Linked DNA regions of Mus musculus: region 1 is linked to region 2. The links are chromatin contacts, called in public HiChIP or PLAC-seq maps. All regions are on one chromosome and are shown on one strand. The core of a region is the stretch at or near the end of the contact, and the rest is flanking DNA. Distances in the headings are between cores, read along the strand shown. Region 1 has its middle 24 kb from the start of Gm41036. Region 2 overlaps Tnpo1 (transportin 1).

Evidence for each region. HiChIP or PLAC-seq counts read pairs in DNA pulled down with a chosen protein or histone mark.
Region 1: an HNF4G HiChIP or PLAC-seq map of pancreatic cancer cells shows a contact between it and region 2. The contact joins two enhancer-like sites. A contact is called at or near these places in 5 of 39 promoter capture datasets (the C10 cell line, cranial neural crest, embryonic stem cells and 2 more), 6 of 484 Hi-C or Micro-C datasets (bone marrow-derived macrophages, cerebral cortex, embryonic fibroblasts and 3 more), 17 of 115 datasets of contacts at active chromatin or transcription factors (DN3 thymocytes, T-cell acute lymphoblastic leukemia, acute myeloid leukemia and 10 more) and 1 of 9 other capture datasets (embryonic stem cells).

Annotation. Positions count from the first base shown.
Region 1 is chr13:99,148,443-99,155,586 of GRCm38.p6, forward strand. No RefSeq gene overlaps it. Among named protein-coding and RNA genes, the nearest start is that of Gm41036, 24 kb to the right of the region's middle. Within about 2 kb of position 4,324, at least 97 of the 459 cell types and tissues checked have an H3K27ac peak or open chromatin away from gene starts, as enhancers often do. A contact at or near this core is called in pancreatic cancer cells, where this site is marked.
Region 2 is chr13:98,892,036-98,898,684 of GRCm38.p6, forward strand. The region is part of intron 1 of Tnpo1 (transportin 1); the gene reads right to left. Among named protein-coding and RNA genes, the nearest start is that of Gm52051, 29 kb to the right of the region's middle. Within about 2 kb of position 4,571, at least 98 of the 459 cell types and tissues checked have an H3K27ac peak or open chromatin away from gene starts, as enhancers often do. A contact at or near this core is called in pancreatic cancer cells, where this site is marked.

The sequences.
Region 1 (7,144 bases), core at 3,074-5,573, 260 kb after region 2:
CCATGCCGACACTTCCTAAAATCTACAACTGATACAAAGCTGCTGGAAGTTTCTAGAATGAAGGTCTTATAAGAGCTTTATAAAAAGAATATGTGAGCAAAGGGAGGATGTGGGGAAGGTGGCTAATGATCTGACTTCTAGATCAAGAGCACCCGGAACCACAGAACCACAGGCCCAGCGCCTCTACGGATGTGCAATTTAAAATGCACCACTCCAATGTCATGCGCCGGAACTTAATCCAAGAAGTCATGAGGGTAGCGTTAATGGTTTTATAAAAAGACAAGAGGGAGCTGGACTAGAATACTTGGTCAGTCTCACCGTGCCGTCAACTGCCAGGATGCTCCCATCTCGGGAGAAGAAGCAGACTTCCTGGTCTGCAGAGCTGGGATCCAAATCTACATTTATCCTGAGATGGACAGCTCTGGAGGGTGAGCTGCAGGTAGACCTATCTGGAAGTCAGCGATCGTCCAGCCAAAAGGAAATGGAAGAAGAATGGGCTTAGACACTCTTAAACCGAGAAGAGGGTGAGACACCTTGTCTTAAAGGATCAAATACTACTCCCCACCCCCTGTCAAACCAACCAACAGAACCTCAAGACCAGAGTGGGACTCGGTATTGTATGGAACCACGTGAAACAAATGACAAAACAAGCTCCTTTAATTGCTCTTGAAAGTTACTGGAAGTGAGCCGCGTTCTAGAGGGGAGAAGATGCCAGTTGCCTGGCTCAGTTCATGTTACAGAGATGAACACAGAGGAGGTCAAGGTGAGGTCATGAGCCTCAATTCTGTCTCACTGACACACTTGTGGACCAGTGGGAGTCCACAGCAGGGCTTTCAGGCAGCCACGAAGGGGACACGGTCTTTTCTCCTCCCCTCTACATAACATACTCATTACCAAAGCCTTTGTGGGAACCTGTTTCTGTTGCCTTCCTTCTCGGGTAGGGAATGTCCTGGCCCTGGGAATTTAGGGAAATCAAAGCAAGGTTTCCTGGCTAGCATGTAAACTCTGGGGCTTTCCTGGGCCTCTAAACCTGTTCCACTGTATGTCACATTACAGAGGCCACCAGATAGCCAGCTTGATGAAGGAGAGAGGCAAGTGTGTTCGAGCACAGGCTGGATTCCTGGATGGATTATGCTGACTGGAGAAAGGGCGACTTATTTAGCACAGCTGCACAAAGAACACTCTTGGCTGTCCTGGCTTTCAGAGTAGGTTAGGGCAGAGGCTAGCTGCCTCTGTCTCCTGAGCATCACACTGGGGCTGGGATGTGGATAAAGCCTTGGTCCAGTATGAGCTGAATGGAGTATGGAGGAGTGACCGGGAGTCTAGAGACCCTCTCTCAGCAAAGGCTGGCCTTCTTTATTCTCTTCAACAAAAAGGATTGACAAGAAAGATTCTGTTCAAAGTCTTTCAGCTTTAGAGCGGCCTGCAGAAGTGGGAGGGGGAGGGGCACAGCCGGCAGACTGTGGTTTAATTGGAAGCCGGGGGAAGAATTCAAGTTTGAATTCAAAATGATAAAATGGCAGAGGAGGAGAAGATGCAGCCTGTCTCTCCTTAAAGAGATCAAGAGATTTTTTAGATCTGTCCGCATCAAAGTTTTCCCTCTCTCTAAGGAAAGAAAAATCACTCCGTGTTTAACTCTCAGGCGTTTGTGGTGACCTCTGCACTTCAGTGGCCTCTGTGTAGCTACTGGCTTTCACACTTAAGGTGGAAAAGTTTCCTTCAGTGATCCTGAAAGTACTGCGGGGGTCTTACTAATGGACACACAGCAGGAAATCGCAGAGGCCGTGACTGACAGATGGACCGGATGGACCGACACATTTATTCCCTTTCTGCTATTCAGTTCTACCCGCCTCCCTTTTCCTTGCAGAGAGCAAAAAGTTACCTTTTTAGAGCCAAGGTGGTAAATGAATTCAGCATTTGCTTAGACTTGTTGAAAAGGAGCACCGAGGTGATGCTGAGGACCTAGGTAAGGATAATTGGTGGAACTTAGAGAGCATGCGCATGTTGGAGGGGTAGCAGGCAGAGGACACAGGCTGGTTGAAGGGAAGCAGAAATAATAAAATAACTATACATAGTGATAAGGCCTATAAAATAGACCAGGAACAGAGGTAGTGGACGTGTGACGTAACAATGTGTCCATCTGGATAGCCGGGGAGAAAGGAGTTTGCTAAGGCAGAAGTTATGCTAAGAGTAGAGACTCGATTTCAGGCAGAGGGAAAGGCCCCCCCTGGGACAGACCAGTGACACAGACTGCTAGATCCTGAGAGTGGCTGAGACAGAGAGGCTGTTTTCTACTCACCAGAGTGCATGGGATTCATCTGTGAAGCTTAGCTGAGCTCTCAACCATTCCCTAAGTTCACATGCCAAGTCTCTTTAAGGCGAGGCCTGACCTTTTGGCACAGGCCCTGGCAGAGGCAGACTTGGTGCATTGTCGGTTGGAGTGGGCAAACAGTAGTCAAAGACACTTACCTGCAAAGCTTGGGACCAAAAAAACCTGACCCCCTTTTGTTGGCATTGTGACCCTCCCATCAACGAGATCAAAGAACGGGCGTGGGGGATGATGATGTCATAACATACATACTGCACCAGGGCATGGAAGGACACGCCCCTCCCTCAGTTTCCAGTTAAAGGCACAGTTTTGTGCCCATATGCCTCTTTTCCTCCTGTGATTTTCCTGAATCCTACCCCAAGACATCCCCCAAGTTGGTTCCCGACTCCACATTAATTGACCATTAACTGTGATAGGCCCGTGCCTCTCGGAAGGGAGGGGGTTTTCACTTCTCAGTGTCTTTATACTTCCAGTTTATATTCCAGATGGCAGTCTGACGTAAGACCTCTCATGGTTTTCACTCGTGAAGCTGTAGGAGGAGCAGCAGCATCGTGTGTCCGTGGTTCCCATGGTTGCCACTGTCTAACCTTACAACTTGGGTGGTCTGTTTATGGTACACAAACAGAGCCATGTTCAGCTGCTCTTTCCAGTCTTTTCCACTGTTCTATTGCGTTTTATGTACCCCACAGGTGGGGCCATGAAAGGAAGATAAACACTTCTCAGCTGTTATCACTTTTACTGCTAAGTTTGTCATCGGATAGTTCACATCACCGAGTGAACCAAACACTTGAAATAGGCAGAATTTAAAAATTGATATTTACCCCATCGTCTCAGAAAGACTGAATAACCAAACCAGGAGTCACATCCTTCAAGAGGCCCTAATTCCTTCATTCCCACCCCCCCCCCTCTGTGTGTGTGTGTGTGTGTGTGTGTGTGTGTGTGAGAGAGAGAGAGAGAGAGAGAGAGAGAGAGAGAGAGAGAGAGAGAGAAAGAGCAAGAGGGAGAGTGTGTGTGAGAGAGAGTGTGTGTGTGAGAGATAGAGTGTGTGTGTGTGAGAGAGAGAGAGTGTGTGTGTGTGAGAGGGGGGGGGGAGATCTGAAAAGGCCAGAAAGGGGAATCAAGTCCCTGGAGCCAGAGTTATAGACAGAAGTTATAGAACATGGGAGCTGGAAACATAACTTACCTCTGGAAGAGCAGCAAGTACCCCACCCTCTCTCATTTCTCTTTAAATTTGATCTTAATAGATGACAATGACCTTGTGAGGATTCAAATGACTTTCAAATCTGAAAGTCGAAAAGGCTGAAAGGGCTTATTTGCAGCCCCTGTTTGCAAAATTGTCAATTCAGAAGTTAATATTTGCGGACAGTTATGAGAGGTAAGGAATATATCACCCTCTTCCATTCTTGTTTGAGATTACATTTTCAGTTTTTACTCTGTGCTTACTGTTTTTGGTGTTGGAGGCAAAACCTTGCCGGGATTTCAGGAGACAGTTCCCGTGCGAAGTGAATCGAGGGGCTGTTAAAAATGCTCACCCCGGACTTGCTCAAGATCAATTTGATCAGTTCTCCCCTTTATTCAAATGTGCAGCCAAGGCTGAGACCACAGGTCTGGACCTCAGACACCGCTGGGAATCTGAGCCAAAACAAGATGCCCAGAGGATGACTCAGCCGGTAACAGGAACTTGACTCACACCAGAAGTGAGAACTCAGCAGGTGGCCCAAAGGTTGTCTATAAGGTCTAGAGCAGAGGGAGGCTGCGGCTTGGGGCTGGAAGGATGGGACGGCGAGCCTACAGGGAAAGCTGAGTACAGAGGAAGCCACACCGGTCTGTTTTCAGAACCGAGCGTAAAGGCTGCTTTACCCTAGGGTGGAGAGAGTCCTCAAAGCTGATGCTTCAAGCAGCGTGGAGAAAAAGCGTTCCCAGAGCCAGCGAGGAAGTTGCAGGCATGAGAGAGGGCACCAGTAGGTGTCCCCGTTTGATTTGCGGGACCTAAGAAGGATCAGAGCAGCAGCGGGAGCCACGGGAACCATGCGGGGTTACGCTGAAGGTCTAGGACAGGCAGGGCAATCTGGCTCCTGCCAGTTTTGGTGACAGGTGTAGCTTGGGAAGCCCCCATGCTGGATTCCTGAACCTCAGCAGCTCTCCACAAAGTGCTACTGTGTTAGTCCAACACAAACTGTTCACCGTTAAAGAACTCTGAAGGACCTTCATTCTCACCCTCCTTCCTTCCTCTCCCCACTCCCCAGCTTTTATTTTTCCGGAGAGATTTTCGTGTTACCCAGGCTGGCTTCAAGCTCACTGTGTAGCTGAGAGTGACCTTGAGCGTCCAATCCTCTAATCTTCCCCCCACTGAATGCTGGGATTATAGATACTCACTGCTCTGACCAGTTTTATGCTTCACTCACTGGTGATTGAATCCCGGGGCTTCAAGAGAGCTACTACGCAAGCGCTGTTCTAACGGAGCTACATGGGATAAGAGACGCTGTACTTATTTAATGGAAAACATGGAAAATCAGAAATGTTAAGACCTTCCTAAGGTCAGCCAGACACAAACCAACAGAAATGCAGTCAAGATCTCGAGTGCGTGATTTGGAAGCTGTGCCGTTTCCTGTATGAATCTAACCGTGTATGTTACATAGCGGCCTGTGCTCGGCCCTGCATAAGTCAGCTGAGGGAAATGACCTGGATTCAAGATTGCCTCAAATGTGCTAGCCATTTCCTTCCCCCACCTCAGCCACCATCAGAGTTCCATGTATATGTGAAGAACAGGTGCACATGTGAGTGACTAGGATCGAGGAAATCAGAGATCAAGATCGGCATCTTTTTCTAGTGACACCCCACAGATTTCACCTTCCAGGGACCCCTGAAACTGCGTGTAGAACCCAACAGGCTGTCATTAGGGTGGCTCTGTACAATACACCAAAGCTAGTTCTCCTTGGGCCAATCCTCCAACTTCAAAGCCTTTGAGGACCTTGGAAGTCTCATTTGCCCATAAGAAAACTACCTGGCAAGGATTTTCTTGAGGTTACAGGAGTGGCTGAGCAGGGCTCTGAGTTAAAAATGTTGGAAACTAGAAACTTGCTTTATGACAAGAAAAACAACCCCCCCCCAAAAAAAAAACCCCAAAACCACGCTTCAGGAGAAATGAGCCTTCCTGTGCCTTCTCAGGAGACGTGTTCTGAGAAGGTGGGAAACTGATCTCTGGAAGCTGTGGACTCAGGCTGGGTAACAGAGGCAGAAAGACTCCAGGGGGATGGAGGGTTGGAATGACTCTTGGGGACACTAGATAGCCACAGGGAGAGAAGCAGAGAGACCCCTCAGTCCCGGGTTGGCTGGCTGCTGGCCCTGACAAAAATCCCTGTATCCTGCCTTACAAACAGCAAAGGCATGAAGACAGCTTCATCTATGTAGGTAACTTTCCTTCTCTCCTGGGATGGGCAAGCAGCTCTTCTGTTGTTGATGCTGGTTTTTGAGACAGGGTCTCTTTATGTAGCTCTGGCTGTTCTGGACCTCAAGCTATAGACCAGGCTGGCCTTGAACTCACAGAAACCTACCTATCTCTGCCTCCCAAGTGCTGGAACTAAGGGCATGTGCCACTACACCAGGCAATGGTAAACATTTCTAAAAAGGAATCCAAAGCTAGCTATCACTAGACCCCCAGCCCCATCCACACAGCAGTTTACTGTTATCGGCAGCACCTCAGTTCTTAAGGAGTGTTGGGTTGCGAAGATGGTTAAGGTGTTGCTGTTTGGTGTTTGCCTTATATACTTCCTTTGAGGCTGCCAAAGAACAAGGATGTTCTGTTAGATACCAGCAATGACTAAGATTAAAATTACTGTAGAAGTCTGCCTAATGAATCTGCCTGTAGTGATGGTTTGTGGCTATTGAAGAGAATAACAATAACAACAACAGCAAAACCCATTGAGCTGTGTCTATATGAATTAGTTACTTTTTCTCATTGTTATGACCAAATACTTGACACACGTGTCTCCAGACAGGAGAGGTTTATTTCAGCTCACAGTTTCAGAGGAGACTGTCTGTCATGGTGGAGAAGGCATGCTGGCTGAAACAGCTCATCTCTAGCAGTGGAAGCATGAGACACAGTGTGGACCTAGAAGCTCTTTGGCAGTGGGAACCAGAAGCAGGTATGACTTGCAAGGCCTCCTCCTAGCAACACACCCTTGCTAGCCAGACCACAGCCCTTGGTCCATGACCTCCCAGACAACACTAGCAGCTGGGAGCTAAATATTCAACAACTGAACCTATGGGAGACATGTCATATCCAAAGCACAGCAATATACCTGCAAATTAATATGTAAACACATAAATTCAAATAAAGTACATGTAATATAATTCACATACTGTTCTTTCATGAAGGCTGAAACCTTTGCATTGTTTCTAGGTTGGCAGATTAACATTCTATAATAAATCCTATTGGTAGAAAGTGAGGCGTTCATGATTCGTTTTTTTTTTTTCAAGTGAATCAATAACTTAAACGGTTTTCAAGAAAGCAGAGTACAGAGTACGTGTGTGTATGTGATATACTGCGTATGTATCCTTCATTACTCTCAGAGCTGTCTCTTAGACATTTATAGTGAAGCTTTTCTATATGTATTCAATTCAATTTAATGAGTCTTTTCAAAGCACTCAAATTGGTTTCCATAGAAACTATTATTTTTTTCTATCAATGCTTTGCATTAATTAATTAGCCACACAATTATTATAATAAAAGCACTACCAGTATAACCGGGCATAGTTACAACCCAGGCTGATCCTTGGCAAGCTGACAACTCAAACCAGTAGTGATGAGTAGGG
Region 2 (6,649 bases), core at 3,321-5,820:
CGGGCAAACAAATCAAGTGTTTTTACAAAATGAACAACAACAACAAAGCATCCAACAACTCCACTTTCCTCTGGACATCACTGCTGTTATAACAAATAGTGCTATAGGACTGGATTTAGCCCACTTTCCTAGTATCTGCTGCTACTGTAATGTTTTATGTACAAGTGTACTTATATTACGCAATTGTGAAAATTGTCATTTCTTCCCTTGTCTGTACATATTACATGGTTTAAGAAAATATTTTAGAATATAAATTATTTCTAGTCTATTGTTGTGCTGCAATTTTTAAACTGTTAATTGGCAGAGTCACAGAACTGTACAAATTATAAGCACATAACCAAGTGATTTGACCCCACACTCAGTTCAAGATGGAGGTCTTTCATGTTCATTACCACAAGAAACCTTAGTAACTGACTTTCTATCATTATAGATTGTTTTTTTTTCTAACTTCAAACGCTTTTTAAAATTGCAAGAACTACATTATACTAAAACAACATGGTTATACAAGTAAAGTTGATTCAATTCTACCATGAAGATTATGTCTCTGAGATGACATTAAATTAGATATATTTTTACAGTGTCGTCTAATGGAAATTACATACAGTGTTCTGGCTAGAATATAAAATGTCCTCCACAGGTTCATGTGCCTGATACTATCAAGAGGGGTGGTGGAACCTTTAGGAGGCAGCACCTCCCTGGAGGATAGATACAGACCACTAGGGATGGGGCTTGAGATTTTTATACCCCTGCGGACTTCTGCCTTGTTTCTGCTTCCTGTTCCTTTGAGATGTGAAGAACAGACAAGTTCCAGCCACACATTTCTAGGACTACGGAGTCACAGACGCCATGCTTGTCTGACATGATGGGCAGTCTTTCTGCTATAATACATTGTATTTCTCCATTAAACTGTAAACCAAAATCAACCTTGCTCTCCTTTATGCTGCTTCTTTCAGAAAATGTATCACAGCAATATGAAAAACTAACTAATACATACATACATACACTTATGGTACACTAATATTAACTCTACAACCTTTCATAGATAATAAATATAGCATGACCATCATTCCAGGCCAATGCTTTCAAGCGACACCTGCTGAAGTAGCCCACTTATGCCCTCAGGGCCCTTTGAGAAACTAAAGTCAGGGATAACGATCAGTTGCCCAGTCAGAAAAGCACAGTCATCTCATTCATTCTAAAGGTGGTGGACAAAAGACATAATATCAGACTATTTCCAGACTTCCTTCTCTAGACCTGCATGCAAATCAACAGTATTCGCTTGTTAGTTTCTTTCTTTTGAGGCCAGGTCTCGCCGTGGATCAGACTGTCCTCAAGCTCCAATGCTGCCTGCCTGCCTGCCTGCCTGCCTGATGGCATGAGGACTGTGCTCCACTATGCCCTCCCTCATCTAGCTTTCAACACTTCAGTACTAATAGTATCTTATCTGAGCTGGGAGCTGAGTTTGACACCAGCCTGGTCTACACAGTGACTTCCAGGATAGCCAGGGCTAGACAGAAAAACCCTTACTGGAAAAAAACAAAAACAAAAAAACCGCTGGACAGTGGTGGGGCACGCCTTTAATCCCAGCACTCGGGAGGCAGAGGCAGGTGGATTTCTGAGTTCAAGGCCAGCCTGGTCTACAGAGTGAGTTCCAGGACAGCCAGGGCTATACTATACAGAGAAACCTTGTCTCAAAAAACAACACACATACATACATACATACATACATACATACATACATACATACATACATATATATATATATATATATATATATATATATATATGGCTGGTGGAACAAATCTTTAATCCCAACATTCAGGGTTAGAGACAAAAGCAGGCAGATCTTCTGAGTTCTAGGCCAGACTTATCTACAGAGCTAGTTCCTGGATAGCCAGGGTTACACAGGAAAACCCTCTCTCTAAATCTAATTTGATCAAACAATGATAATAAGTGCTTCCCAATACCTGAACCTGATTAAAGTTATCTGTAAAAAAAGCCTCTCAAAAATATTTGACTGAGAATTGTTACTTTGAACTTCTGTATCACCTTTAAGAACTGTGGCAAAGCAAGGCATGGTGACGAGGCATGATGACACATGCCTGCATTCCCAGCATGCAGATGATTATTAGTCAAGAGGATCAACTTCAAATAGCCTTGGCTATAGCGCTAGAACCTGCCATCAAACTGGAAAGCACACTACTCAACTATAAACAGGTAACGGCTACACTTGGCCATTCTTAGTGCACAGTTTAGCAGCATCGAGAGCTTTTTCTTATGACTGTGCAACCATCACCACAATTGTCTCCAACACTGACCATGGGTTAATAACAATTCAAATCTCAGAGTAGACAGGACCATTTCAAAGTCACTAGAGTTGGGCGGTGGTGGCGCACGCCTTTAATCCTAGCACTGGGAGCAGAGGCAGGCAGATTTATGAGTTCGAGGCCAGCCTGGTCTACAAAGTGAGTTCTAGGACAGCCAGGGCTACAAAGAGAAACCCTGTCTCAAAAAAACAAAACAAAACAAAAAACAAACAAAAATATCAAAGTCATTAGATATAACAATAACCAAAGCATGTCAGCTTTATACCAGGTAGAAACCATTTCTTTTTGTTTGTTTGTTTGTCTGTTTGTTTTTTTCGAGACAGGGTTTCTCTGTATAGTCCTGGCTGGCCTGGAACTCACTTTGTAGACCAGGCTGGCCTCGAACTCAGAAATCCTCCTGTCTCTGCCTCCCGAGTGCTGGGATTAAAGGCGTGCACCACCACGCCACACCATTTCTTTAAAGAACATTAATGTTAATTAAATTGAATATCAAAAGAAATAAATATTTTCTTCTAATATTTAAACAATTACTAGCTGACATACTTTTTATAGTTGAACACATAGAGCTAAATATCTCAAAAAAACCAACAACAAACAAGTAACACTCAATGGTAAGTTAAAACCCAGAAGACAGTTCTTGGAGAGCTAACTAGAGGGGCTGGAGAGGTGGCTCGGTGTGTAAGAACAGTTGCTATGGTTACACAGGACCAATTCCCAGTACCCACATAGCTGCTCACAACCATCTGTAAATCCAAATCCTACACACCCTTTTCTGGCTTCTCTGGGCTCCAGCAACATGATCGGCAGACATAGGTGCAGGCAAAACACCCATGTAAGTAAAATTAAAATAAGTAAAACTAGTACATAGATATGGCACTGGAATAAAAAGCTAATAAAAAGCAAAAGACTTAAGTTGTTCTGATACTTCCCCCAGAAGACAAAAACCAAAGTCAGCCCTAAATTCTTAAACTCACATACAAATTTCCAATGATTTTGAAAACAGTAAAACTACCCATCTTCTTCCCCACGGGGACGGGGACGGGGACGGGGACGGGGGCAGGACCAAGCAAGACTAATCCATGGTGTAAAGGTACTTGCAGCAACTTGCACTGTCCCTGCCGGTTCCTCAGACTTATCTCTGACCTCCATAGGTGCACTATGTCATGCCTCCCCGACACCACACACACACACACACACACACACACACACACACACATACACACACACACACACACACACCCTAGAAGCAAGCAGATCTATGAGTTAGACAGAAGGCCAGTCTGATTTGCAGAGTGAATTCCAGGCCAGCCAAGGCTGCATTATGAGACTGTCTCAAAATTGATTAATTAATCTGGGGGATAAGATGTGAAAACGTACATAAGAAAATCAATCCCTCTGACCCTTCAACTCCCAACTACTATATGGCAATATATCAACTCTAAATTAGATTATAGATACCGAGCAAGGAGTACGAATGATCTGAAAAAAGAGTTATAAGAGTTAACCCAGCCGGTTAACGTCTTTAATCCCAGCACTCAGGAGGCAGACACAGGCGGATTACTGAGTTCGAGGCCAGCCTGGTCTACAGAGTAAGTTCCAGGACTGCCAGGGCTATACAGAGAAACCCTGTCTCAAAAAACCAAAAAAAAAAACCAAAAAAAAAAAAAAAAAAAAAAGAGTTAACCCAGGGGCTGGAAAGATGGTTTAGTGGTTAAGGGCACCAGCTGCTCTTCCAAAGGATTCAGGTTCCATTCCCAGCACCCACAGCCCTCGACTGCCTGCTACTCCAGTTCCAGGGAAATCTGGCAATGTCTCCTGCTCCACGGGCACCTGTTGTTTGTGGTGCTGCACAGATGGATATACATCAAGGCAAAACCCCAACACACACCTTTAATAATCCCAGCACTGAGAAGACAGTTAGTTGCAGGCAGATCTCAAAGCCAGCCTAGTCTACACTGAGTTTTAGGACTGCTATAAGAGCACGGAGCTGGTCTTCTAGAGGACCAAGACTGGAACCTCAGTACCCACATCTCGAGCTTGGTAATAAGCACTGGCGAGGCCAAATGCAAGTGAACCACAGTTCTTACTTAGTGAGAGCCAGATGCAGTGTCTACTGAGGAGTGGTGAGAAAAGACAAACATACTCAGCTAGGAGAGACAAAACATGCTTCCCTCATCTGCTTCAATGCTCTTCCCCCATTTCACTCAAAGGCAAACAACTATTAGCCACAGGCATGTTGCATCACTGTGAATTGATAGATGTTGCCATCAGTGTCAGGACCTCCCCAAAGGTAAATACGTGTGGTAGTGTCCAGAGGAGATAAGGTGTGCCCATCCTGCAGCAACACTGCAGTGTATAACCAGAAAACTGTGAGTGTGCAAAATAACCTTGCCAAAAGTTCTATGTATATATATAAACAAAGTTAGGCTCTTAGCTCTGAAAACTGTAAGCACACTTTTTGTTTGACCAATGAGACACTGTAGTGGAGCATTCACACGTCATACAGGCAAGGCTTAGGACCGCTTCCGGCTTCCTAGTGGTTGGTTAACCCCAGTTTGTCTTACCCTAGAAATGAAAGAGTTCCTCTCAGTCAGGAATCACTCCTCCTCAGCACATTGCCTCAGCCGAGGAAGGTGCGATAACAACTAAGACAGCAGAGCACTGATCAGTTAGGAGGCCAGGAGAGAGCTCCCTTGAAGAACTGACTTTTCAGCTTAGATGAACAGATCGAAAGCAAATGTGAGGAAGCCTGAGATGGGCTGGGAGTGCCTTGAAGACGCAGAGGCTAGTAACTGGACAGGTTGGGAAGGCACCAAAGGCACCATCCCTTAAAATTAGAAGGCATAATCTCCCCCTCCGGAGGAGAACTGAGTACAAGACATGTCCACGTTCTGCTCCAGACTTCAACACTGTCAAGCCACAGTGACGCAGGAGCCACTGGAAACTTAACTGTTCCAGCTTCATCTAAAGTAGAGCTCCAGCCTCCGGAGACAGGTGCTGTGCTTCTCAGACACACACAGCTCAAAGTTCTGGTCCTTACATTGTAAAAGGTTTAAATACTGTACTACATATGATGGGCATGGTGCTGCTGGTCTTCATTCCCAGCACTAAAGAAGCAGAGGCAGAGAGGCAGAGGCAGAGGCAGAGGCAGAGTCTGGTCTACACAGTGAGTTCAAAGCCAGACAAGGCTGCATGGCAAGACCCTATCTAAAACAACAACAAACCCAATGCATTGCTATGTCAATAGTAGAGGCTGCTAATATCTTCTGAGGCAAGCAGTCTTCTAGAGCACGACATATGATCACTAATTTAATCTCACAACTCTGACTTGGTATTGACAGTAACCACATGCAACGGAGAAGCAAATTGAATCCTAGGGAAGTTACTCGGCGTCTCCTCAGCAAGTCCAAGCTGAGACTAGGACTCAAGCCAAGCTAGGCTGGCTTTAGCGTGCATTCTTACCAGAGTGGTGGTGCTGGAACACAGTACTGAGGGGCAGGGAGATCACAAATTCAGGACTTTGTCTCAAAACACCAAACAAACAACAACAAAATAAAGTCTTCTCTGGTATCAAACCAGGGTCCAGGACCCTGATATGTTGCCTTTCCAACAGAAATATCAAGCTGTAACCTGGGAAACTAATAAAAACACACATACAAAAAATACTGGATTCTTCTGAGGTAAAAAAGTAAAGCCAGTCTTTATTATTGTAAAAATCCTAACATCTGAAAAGTCACTATATAGCCTGATAGTTAAAAATGAGATATTTTGGCAACACTATATCTAAATCACTAAGTCCTCTTTTTGTATACATATCTTACCTTACCTTAACAAGCAAAGCTTAAGAATTGTGCTGAATAATTTAAAGAATAAAAAATTTGAGACAGACTTTCATAGTAAATATTTCTTTTTTTTTTTTTTTTTTTAAAGATTTATTTATTTATTATATGTAAGTACACTGTAGCTGTCTTCAGACACTCCAGAAGAGGGAGTCAGATCTTGTTACGGATGGTTGTGAGCCACCATGTGGTTGCTGGGATTTGAACTCTGGACCTTCGGAAGAGCAGTCGGATGCTCTAACCCACTGAGCCATCTCACCAGCCCGTAAATATTTCTTTATTAGAAGAAGAAAAAAAGCTATGATGAGCAAAGAAAGGGGAAAACAGATTTCCATGGGTCAAGAAAAGAGCGTTCATAGGGGAGGGGGGCGAGGGAAGGCGAGGAAAGGAGGGGAGGGGGCAGTGAGGGGGGGAGCATTGTGTGAGGCAAAACTATAGAGTTGAACCTATAGTTCCTAGTTCAGGAAGCAAGTTCCAGTAGAA